Linked DNA regions of Mus musculus: regions 2 and 3 are each linked to region 1. A link is a contact called in public promoter capture Hi-C data. All regions are on one chromosome and are shown on one strand. Each heading gives the region's core, a stretch centred on a gene start, on an enhancer-like site or on the middle of the called end of the contact. The rest is flanking DNA. Distances are from core to core; before and after follow the strand shown.

Region 1 (3,547 bases), core at 402-2,901:
TCTGTCCCTTGATTTCCAGAATTTCTGATGGTTTCTCCCACTTGCCACCTACTAGAACAAATAAAAACATTAAGTTAAATTCTTGAACAATGACTCACTAAAAGAGGGAAGTACAGGGAGAGCTAGTGTTCCAGGCACTGATGCCCTGGGTGCACCATCTCTAAACAGCTCCACTCTCTTCAAAGCAAGTGGACAGAGCCTAGAAGGAGTGAGAGAACTTACCCAAAGTGATGCTCTCAGGCCGCCTGCATCCAGTGCTGTTCCCAGGCTGCCTTCATCCAGAGCCTACACTGACTGAGCTGCCTGTGTGGCTCAGAAACTAGTCAGTGAATACTGAATATGGGGTTCACTTGTATTTGAAAGGAGATTTGGACATACGAGATCACGTACACTTACTCAACTTCCTGTCTAGAAGTTGCCTGGCTTAAAATTAAAATAGGCTCATGAGAAATTTCTATCCACAGAAACACAAGTGCTTTTCAGGAGAAGCTGACCCATTTCCTAAGTCATCTGTCAATCCCTTCCAAGCCTATGGGCAGTAGGAGCCTGGGCTGTGGGAAGCAGGCCAGGTCTGTTCCCTGCAAGCCACACTCTGACTACAAACAGACAATGCCAAAAGTGCACTTAGGTGTGCTCTTAGAGGCTGTGGTGACATGCCACTAAATTCATAGTGAGGCTTCTGATGCAGCGTGTGATAGAGCACGGGGAAAGGGAAGAGTACACACGTTTCAGTGGCCAGCACTGCATTCTCTCCCTGTCAGGGGAGTTCGTTCTTGGAGGGCGGGGAAGCTGCTTTTCTGGGCTTCCTTGAAGCAGGGTACCGGTGCCACACCTTAGCCTGTTGCCAAGACTGGAATGAGCTGGTGACCCAGAATAAAACAAGGCTTTTTGCCAAGTGCAAGCACTAATATCAAGTGGCTAGGGAGGTGGGCTGATGAGTGGGTGCTAATGACAGAATTTGCAGCACGTAGTACCCATCATCAGACCAGTTTCCCAGTGTGACTCAAGCTCCTCTTGACCTGGAGTTCACATGGTTCTCCAGGCCTTCTGAGACTCCAGGAGCCACTTCAAGTCCTGTTAACAAGTCTCTTTTTGCTGATCAGCTGAGTTCCTGATACTTACAAAGAACCACTTGACTAGTAAAGGCTGGGGGAGAGGGGGTGCTGTGTGTGACTCAGACCCAAAGCAAGCACCAAGGGACATAGCCATTTTGCTTATCAACACCAAGAAATCTTTCAATGCAAGCCAGGCGCACAAGCTTAACAGCAGCTGTGTACCTTTTTACCATGCCGGATGCTCTGGTCACTCCCTGGGTTTTTCTCCCAGGACTACAGGAAACATGGCCTCTGCTGCTGCTGCTCACGTCTAACAGTTTCTGGCCCTGAGAGGCCCTCTGCAGTGGAGCACATCAGTAAGAGCACTCTAAAATGCCAGGCTCTGCTTGAGGAGTACTGACCTCCTGCAAGCTCCACAAAGAATATCAAATGCCCATGGCAGTTTCTAACATACACGCACGCTTAGACTGAAATCTCAACTCTAAATGGTGAAACTTATTACAAACCATTCTTACACAATTTCTAAAAGTTCCTGCTTGTGCTTCCTTAATATGAGTTCCTCTCTTTACTTCTTCCTTTCTGAAAGGAGAAAAGTGGAGAAGGCGGCACATGCAGCAGAGATGGGCCCCGTGAGTGCACGCAGGAGCCGCCTCCGGCCAGAGATCAGCCTGATCCTTTTCCAAGTCGGTAAGAAGGTCAAGCTTTCCTTTTCTCCAGCTCATTAAGTGACCGCTGCTTCTCGCCTTATCTGTGTACTTAAGCTCTTAGCACATAATTTAAGAAGGCAGCACTACAGTAAGTCGGGGGCTGGAGGAGGTCACTTCTCCCACAGAATTAGGTACTAAAGCATAGCTGAAGAAAGGTTTCCTACCGGCCCTTGGTTGTTGATGCTGCTTTGAGCACATCTCACCAGAGAGAATCTGTGACCACTTGTGCTAGTCACTCAGTCAATTCCCACACAGGCAAGCTCTGGACTAATGTACACTGTACAATATTAGCTTAATACTTTCATAGCACAATGTTTCTAAAGGCTGAAAAGAACTTGGATTTAAAGCTGTAACTTGACCTAGAGAAAAGTCACCTGATAAAATAACTAATCTTTAAATTCTATCTCTACCTGTTCTAGCACTATAAAAGTTATTTATTTCATCATAGTTTAAATAATCTAAGATTTGTCCACTAAATCTGGATTGCAGGGCAACAAATGGAGCCAATGTTCTTGTAATTAATTTTTTTCTCATCTGTAAATACATGGTAGAGTAGCCTAATGGTGGAGGACTTGCCAAGCATATGTAAGGGTCTGGGTTCACTCTCCAGCACACACAAGAAAAGGAAAGGAGAAATGCAGAGGGAGGGGAGATGGGGCACGGGGAGGAGGAGTGAGTGAATTATTCCTAAATGTTAACAGTGGCTCTTCTGGCTGAGGAACCACGGTGATGTCTTATACTGCTCTATTGTCTGCCATGACTATACACTACTTTTGTACAGAGCTTTGTTGGAGTTAGAGAAAAGCTTTATCTTCCCATCTGTATTGTGAAATGTCTGCAGATATAATAACAAAAGGAGGGGATGAGATAGTGAGGAGACCTGAAACAAGCCCCAGTTAATGAACGCTAGGCAAGGCTGGGTCTGTGTGCTACTTTTGTACGTTTGACATTTTCTATAATAATAAATGTTGGGCAGGGCAGTGGTGGCACAAACCCAGCACCTGGGAGGCAGAGGCAAGCGGATTCTAAGTTCAAAGCTAGCCTGGTCTACAGAGCAAGTTCCAGGACAGTCAGGGCTACATAGAGTAACCCTGTCTCAAAAATATCATGATAATAATAATAGTAATTGTTAGCTTCTGATGCTAATAGTAATAACAGGTGTTGGAGCTGGGGAGATATCTCAGTACAGTGCTTGCTGTACAAGCTGAGGGTTACTAGAACAATATAAAAGAGTCAGGCCTGGTGGCACACACTCACCAGCTCAGTGATGGGGAGGCAGAGCTGGGCTCCCTCACTAGCCCGGCCTACCCAACACTGAGACCCTCTGAGGGAAAACAAAAGTAAATAATTCCAAAGAACACAACTGAGGCTGTCTTCTGGCTTCCACACACATCTCTACACTCATGCCCGCACACCCACAGACATAAGTATACACACCTGAACAGGCTGACATACGTAAGCACACACAAAATAAGCTCAAGGTATCCAAAATAACGTCTCTACTCATTTTCTAACAGTTTGCCAAAAGGAATAGGGTGATTTTATTTCCTCCACTGAGCTAAATTTCAACATTTTCAGTGGAAACTGATTTAAAACATACAAAAAAACCTACTGAACCTAGAAATTCCTACAAGAAAAACTTCACAGGAGAGGACTTTAGTGAGATACTATCCAGACTTCTCTTTTTGACTAATGTTGCTCAACTGCAGGGGGAAGGGACACCGTTGTTCCCTCCCCTGGCCTGTTCAGTTTCCCCAACGAAGACTTAGAGAGGAAATTCCCAAG
Region 2 (3,547 bases), core at 273-2,772, 910 kb before region 1:
ACCACATGAAGTCAGACATGTGATTTTCTTCCTCCCTTCTCTGCTTCCTCTTCTTTATATTGAATATTCATGTCCATAGTGCTGTGTTTCATAAAGACAATCTACCTAACTGTACTATGCATTTTACCCCTGTTCCCTTCTGCATATCTTCCCTCTTTCCCACCTCCACCTTCCATTCTTTTTCCTCCCGTGTCTTTCCTCTGCTCTCATGTTAGATATTCTTTTAGGTGTTTATACAATCTGGATCCAGAACTGAGAGAAAACGTGAACTTCGTCTTCTGGCTTCTTTTGCTTATTACCTTTAGCTGTATCCATTCCCCACAACACCATGTCCTCCTTTTGGGTACTGTACATATTTTTAAGTGCACATATACTCTTCTCCATGACAGACAAATATTAAGGCCATAGCAAGTCTCTGTACATTTAGAACAGAGTCATAATATGTGTTCCTGATACACGGAATTAAATTAGAAACCAACGCTAGAACATGCAGTGGTGGCTTAAGCCAGAAATCCCAGCATGTGGGAGGTTCGATCTTTGAGGCATGGGTTTGAGTTCTAGGATAGAAGAACGGAACCCGTCTTTAAAAACAACAAACAAACAACAACATCCTCACAACAACAACAACATCCTCTACTTTGCTATACTAGACAAGAGCAAAAAAAAAAAAAAAAATCGGAGAAAGAAAGGAAGAAGGAAGAAAGGTAGAAAGAAAGAAAAAACCTAACTAGTAAAGAAAATGATGGAAAATGAGTGGAAGAATTGGAGGAAAAGTAATTTTTGAAGATTATTGAAGATTACTGAAATTAGACCAGAGTTAGGGGAGACCATTATCAAATCTATAGAAATCTATGAGGAGAGATGGTCCAGCGGTTAATAGTACTGGCAGCTCTTCCAGAGGACCTGCGTTCCACTCCCAGCATTGATAACCACATGTAACATCCCACTTCCAGGAGATCTTTCATTCTCATCTGGCCTCTGCCCGCACCAGACAGGCAAGTGGGTCACACACATACAGAGGCAAAACACTCCATATAAAATAAAATAAAATTAAAAAAAAAACCAAACTGCTGCCGGGCGTGGTGGCGCACACCTTTAATCCCAGCACTCGGGAGGCAGAGGCAGGCGAATTTCTGAGTTCGAGGCCAGCCTAGTCTACAACGTGAGTTCCAGGACAGCCAGGGCTACACAGAGAAACCCTGTCTCAAAGCAAAACCAAACCAAACCAAAAAACCAAAAAACCAAAAAACCCAAACTGCTGTATGCATTTAGTGAGGACGGAAAACTAGCAACATTACTCCTACATACAGAGTTTATATTTCTCAGCTGCTCCCTTCTCAGACGTCAATCTTCTAGTCTTGAGGAAACACGCGTTTACTTAGTTTACTGCTCGACAAATAAGAGCAGAAAACGAACTGTCGTACCTGTCCGGACTGCGCGAAGCTCGCTGCTCTAACAGGAACAGTTGCTATGGTAATAGGCACCGACTTCCGGAAGAAGTACGGCGCGCGACGAGGGACATTCGGCCTCGGCGCGAGTGCGCTGACGGGGCGGCAAGTAAAGCTTGGTGGGTTTCGACGGGTGTCCCGAAGGCGGTGTCGCTCGGCGCCAACCCGGAGACCGCGCGCCATGGACTTCTCCAAGTTCCTGGCTGACGACTTCGACGTGAAGGACTGGATTAATGCGGCCTTCAGAGCCGGCCCCAAAGACGGGGCGGCGGGGAAGGCGGACGGTCACGCAGCCACCCTGGTAATGAAGCTGCAGCTGTTCATCCAGGAGGTGAACCACGCCGTGGAGGGTGAGCCACGCAGACGCCCACCCGCCCGCCCCGGCACCCGACTGCAGGACCGGGCCCAGGGGCCAAGCCTCTCCTTTGGTGGGAAAGCGAGCCCTGCAGTAGTCTGAGTTAGGTCTAGGCTTTGGTGTTCACGTCCGACGATGCCATAACATTTCCTTTAAAAACTAAAAACTAAAAACAAAAAAAAAACCCCAATAATAATAATAATAACAATCTGGGAGTGGTGGCGACCGCCGTTAATTTCCGCACTGGGGAGGTGGTGCTGGACGGTCAGGAATTCAAAGCCAGCTTCAGTTGCAAAGTGAGTTCGAGGCCGGCCTAGGCTATAGGATCGCTCTCGCCGGCTCTCGCACGCTCTTTTACTCTTCCTTCTCCTTCCCCCTTCTTATTTACAGTCTCACTCTGTCGCCTAGGTTCGCCTCAAACTCGCCTTCTGCCCCAGCTTCCCTAATTCTGGCATTACAGATATGTGCCCCCCCCCCCCAAAAAAAGCTCTTTGGGTTTGGAGTAATTGCTCAGTGGTTACTACTCTTGTAGAGAACCTAAACTTAATTCTCAGCACCCACATCAGTTGGCACACAACTACCTGTAACTCCAGTTCCATGGGATTCAGTGGCCTCCTTGGGCATAAACACTCACATGCACATACTGACACACAGACAAACATGGGTGAATGTAATTAAAAAATAAATCTTGAAAGAAGGCCTTTTGGAGGTGGTGGGGTAGATAGACTCTCATGTAACCCATACTGGCCTTGAATTTGCTCTATGATGGAGGGTGACCTTGAACTCTTGATCTTCATGCCTTTGATTCTGAAATTCTGGGATTATAGACATGTTCTGTCATGCCTGGCATAAAGAGTCACTTTTGAGAGCATTTAATAGTTAACTGGTCCTAGTATTTAGCAGTATATGAGAATGACACAAATCCATTAATATATCTTTGTAAGCTAAGGAAGATGGGCCATCCTGAATGAAGACTTTAACTGTGTGTGTGTGAGAGAGAGAGAGAGCGAGAGAGAGGAAGAAAGAGAGAATGAGAGAGAGAAGACGAGAGAGAGGGGGGGGAGAGAGAGAGAGAGAGAATGAGAGAGAAAGAGAGAATATATGTTGCTGAATCAGTGCTCCTCCTTGCTGCTTCACTGTGTTGAGGACACAGTACCACATAGATAGCCTGGGTTATGGTGCTGCAGCTTGGTTTCCAGGCATATTTTCCCCACATCTGCATGTGTGTGGGAGCAGCGAAAAAGCAGGCTAGTGCTTCTTAGTGGCTCCTGGGACCCACATCCTCGTGTTCTGAGGTGTTAAGGATGCAGCCATGGGCCCTGTCCCACACTTACCAGATAAGAGGCTAGCCGATGCTAAAACATGCTCAGGCCTAAGAACACAGGGCTAGCAGGAAACTGGAGACCGTGGTGTTCATGCCTCTAGTCTGTTGCAGTGGGCTTCAAGTTTAGCAGCCAGGTCCATTTTTTATACATATATCCTCATGGGCCCCTAAACTTGTCAAGCACCTGGGCTTTGTGTGTGATTCCGTCTTCATGTTCATCACTATGGCAACCACAGCACCTAGGGAGAACGGCATTTACCTTATGAATTTCCAAAAGTATACACATGTATTAAGGGAAAGCATGAGACAGGTTGTTTTCATTGGTAGCCCAGGCATGTCCCCTGCCCTTGGTTCCACTTTGAAGAACCTGACCCGCTTCAGAGTATACCAGCCAGCCAGCTCTGGCTAGAGTTCCTAGAC
Region 3 (3,547 bases), core at 717-3,216, 630 kb before region 1:
CATTCTCTCTGCCTCCAACCTTTGGGTGAGATGTAAACTCTCAGTTACGGCTTCAGCGTCATCTCTGCCCACTTGCTGTCCACAATGATGGTGATGGACTAACTCTGAAGCTGTAAGCAAGCCCCTGATTAAGTACTTTCTCTTACCAGTTGCCTTAGTCGTGGTAACTTCACAGCAATAGAAAACAACTAACTCATTGTCTGTTGAATTCCAACAGGGTCAAGTTAATGGTATGGCCAAAAGGTTCTAAGAGAGTCTGCAGAAATGATGCAATTAATGAAGGCAAGATTTTAGAGATGAAGAGAGGCAAACTAAATGAGGAAGTTCAAGGAAAGATACCTGGAGCAGATGGATCAGCTTGGGTAAAGGTTCACAGCTGGGATCAAGTCGTTAGAAGCAGCAAGCATGTGTGCAAAGGTGGAGGGCCACAGGCTTCAGTTTCTATTGTGATCTAGTGGCATTCTTTCTGATGCTACAAGGAGCCCAAGGTACAGCTAAGATGGATGTTTTAATTAGGAGGTAGAAGTGGAGGGGATTTGAGCCTATTCAGAGCAAACCAAGAGCATCATTACAGGATACCATATTTAGTATTGAGTAGAAATCTAGAGGCCAAAACTATTTGCTTTGAGATGGGTGTAGGGTGGCCTTTCTATCTTTAAAATGTTATGGGCTTTCTTTCCCATTATCTGTTTTTTGCAGTAACCAGGGCTCAGGCTCATCTCTTAGCAAAGAGAACATACAAAGAGAAGGTCAGAAACCAGTGGATTTTGAGTAGTAGGCAGCCTTAATGCACGCTGTTCTCCCATGCAGTTTTTTTTCCTTTAAAAAAAATTGAACCAACATTTAAAAATAGAATTTCCACCTTTTCTCTAAAAATCAGCTGATCTGGCAACACTAAGCCCTCATTCTCACATGGGAACAACTGACTGGAGGTGAGCGAAAGCCATCTCTTTAGAAGAATGTTAATTAGCAGGTTGCCGCTGTCCACAACATTTCTTGTATTCCCAAGATATGTGAAGTATGACCTGATCAGCAGATGACCGACCCCTCACCAGGATTCTTTGTTCATTGCTATGACCTATCTAGCCTCTGCGATAGTAGTGCATCTGTGACCCTTGGTTTAAAGGTTAAGTCTTTGAGCCAAACTTGGGTTTAAATGAGATGTCAAAGGCACTGAACTGAAAACCAAGGAAGGTATTCCATGATTGGCATAGTGTGTGGAATACAGAGGTAATCATGAATGAATACCTACTGAGAGTGTACACTATAGGAAGGCAAGCAGAAACTCAGTTAGTTTCAGTCTTGTCGTATCCTTAGAGTTTAGTACAGTATTTGGCAAACAGCAAGTGTTCAGTTGCTATATTTACTGAATGAATGGATGGATGAATGAATGATTGAATGAATGAATGAGCAAATGCTCAGTTTATTGAGTGATTAAAGGGAGAGCTCAGAGGATTTAAAGGCTGTATTTTACAAAACTTTTCAGCAAGGCAATTCTAATAATATTACTTTGCTGAGACCTCAAGGTACATCCTGAAAGAAAAGCCCACCAGAATGTGCCAGCTCCGTGACCACGTTCGGGTGGGTACGCGGCAGTCCCTCGGGAGCCAGGCTGAGTTAACCCGCCTGGGACAAGACAAAGCTGTATCTATCAGCTCCTCTGCCACCTGGTACGTGGCAGCTTGATTTCAGTACTTTCTCTAGATCTTTTCTATTTGACAAGCAAAGACAGAGACCCACCCCTAAAATCCACCATCCAGCGCCTGCCCTAACGTTTAGGACCGTGCCCATACTAAACATGGCCAGTCTTGAGCTTCAACACGCAGAACCACGCCCTAAGCCGAGGGAGTCCTTGAATCAGGGTTCAGGGAGAGAGCTGTTCCCACAGTCAATATGGCGGCCTCGCAGCTTCAGTGCGGGGCGGGGCTGCGATGCCAGCGAGTCACGTGAGCTGCCCACTTGGGCGGCCGCGCGACGCACGCGCGCCCCTCGGTCGCCGCTCTCTTGCTCGCTCTCTCCGCGGCGCTCTGAGGTGGTGTAGGGCGTGAAGCCCCCCGGGCCGGGTGAGGCGCAGGCGGCGGGATGCGGCGGCGGCCGTGGCGGAGTCGCGGTCCGGGCGGACTGGCGCGGTGATGAGCGTCGGCAACCGCCGCCATGTCCAAGGTAACGGCGCCCGGGCCCGGGCCGCCGGTGGCGGCGGGCGGGAAGGAGAAGCGCTCGTTCAGCAAGCGGCTGTTCCGGAGTGGCCGCGCGGGGGGCGGCGGCGGCGCTGGCGGCCCCGGGCCGGCCGCGCCCTCGTCGCCGTCGTCGGCGCGCTCGGTGGGCAGTTTCATGAGCCGCGTCCTCAAGACGCTGTCCACGCTCTCGCACCTCAGCTCCGAGGGCGCCGCCCCGGACCGCGGCGGCCTCCGCAGCTGCTTCCCGCCCGGGCCGGCCTCCGCGCCCACGCCGCCGCCGTGCCCGCCGCCGCCCGCCTCGCCCGCGCCTCCCGCCTGCGCCTCGGAGCCGGTGCCCGGCGTGGCGGGGCTCCGCAACCACGGCAACACGTGCTTCATGAACGCCACGCTGCAGTGCCTCAGTAACACCGAGCTCTTCGCCGAGTACCTGGCTCTGGGCCAGTACCGGGCGGGCCGACCGGAGCCAGAGCCGGAGTCGGAGCAGCCGGCGGGCCGCGGGCCGCACGGCCAGGGCGAGGTCACCGAGCAGCTGGCGCATCTGGTGCGGGCGCTCTGGACGCTGGAGTACACCCCGCAACACAGCCGCGACTTCAAGGTGAGCCCGGGGCGGGGGGCCTTGGAGCTCGGGCGCTTCTTGGGCTCCTCCTCTTCGGGCCGGGAGGATTTCTGCGCTGGATGCTCAGAGAGTTCTGGAAGATAACCCAGATGACAAAGGAACGCATTCCTCCCACCATTCATCCAGCCAGCTTGGCTTCCGAGCGCCAGAACATGGGCGCCAGGTCCTGTGATCCGCCTTGGGGATGGATGTTGCCAGGACCAAGACCCTGCCTTCATGGAACTTCAATCTTTGGAGCGGGTATTGGTGGGAGAGTATCTATCCATCTGGGTTCGAATCCGGCTTCTGCTTCTTAAGTAGTAAACCACTGAGCCTCTTTATGCTCCCGTTTACCTGGTACTTACGTTTAGCAAGTTGACAGGTTACGTTGGACAGCGAGATTACCCAGTTTGGGCACTTCTAGCGGGTTCAGTGTGATACATAAAGTGCTTTAGCTATGTTAGTACCGTTCATGCTTAGTGCTTTTTTTTTTTTCTTTCTATTCTTAAGTACAATGAACCAGGTGTTATCAGATAGTACTTTGAAGAAGGCAGAACTTGATGATGTAATAGATGGAGGAGGTGGTCCTGGCCCTTGGCTTGCAGCTGCCCGTGTGCACTAAGAGGATGAGATTGGGAAGCAGAGGAGTTTGCTGGTCCAGATGGTAAGGGTCATTTAGGCTATCCTAAGGAGTTGGGTTCTTACTGTAAGCTGAGCAGAGAGGTGATTGGAGATTGTATGAGGGATACTTTGAGGTGGGATATGGGTATGATAT

Evidence for each region. Promoter capture Hi-C pulls out the DNA fragments that hold promoters and counts their contacts.
Region 2: a promoter capture Hi-C map of hippocampal neurons shows a contact between it and region 1, with 3 times the contacts expected there. The contact joins the promoter of Cog7 here to the promoter of Igsf6 in region 1. A contact is called at or near these places in 7 of 39 promoter capture datasets (3T3-L1-derived adipocytes, the C10 cell line, the HPC-7 cell line and 4 more) and 1 of 484 Hi-C or Micro-C datasets (myocytes).
Region 3: a promoter capture Hi-C map of hippocampal neurons shows a contact between it and region 1, with 5 times the contacts expected there. The contact joins the promoter of Usp31 here to the promoter of Igsf6 in region 1. A contact is called at or near these places in 10 of 39 promoter capture datasets (the 3T3-L1 cell line, the C10 cell line, the SN4741 cell line and 7 more), 4 of 115 datasets of contacts at active chromatin or transcription factors (astrocytes, bone marrow-derived macrophages, embryonic forebrain and 1 more) and 1 of 9 other capture datasets (macrophages).

What each region holds. Positions count from the first base shown.
Region 1 is chr7:121,072,634-121,076,180 of GRCm38.p6, reverse strand. Igsf6 (immunoglobulin superfamily, member 6) reads left to right here and starts at 1,651. Exons shown (of 6, transcript NM_030691.1): 1 at 1,651-1,742. The coding sequence starts at 1,676. It overlaps Mettl9 (methyltransferase like 9), which reads right to left. Exons shown (of 5, transcript NM_021554.2): 5 at 1-51.
Region 2 is chr7:121,979,668-121,983,214 of GRCm38.p6, reverse strand. It overlaps Cog7 (component of oligomeric golgi complex 7), which reads left to right and starts at 1,522. Exons shown (of 17, transcript NM_001033318.3): 1 at 1,522-1,798. The coding sequence starts at 1,630.
Region 3 is chr7:121,705,861-121,709,407 of GRCm38.p6, reverse strand. Usp31 (ubiquitin specific peptidase 31) reads left to right here and starts at 1,966. Exons shown (of 16, transcript NM_001033173.2): 1 at 1,966-2,772. The coding sequence starts at 2,155.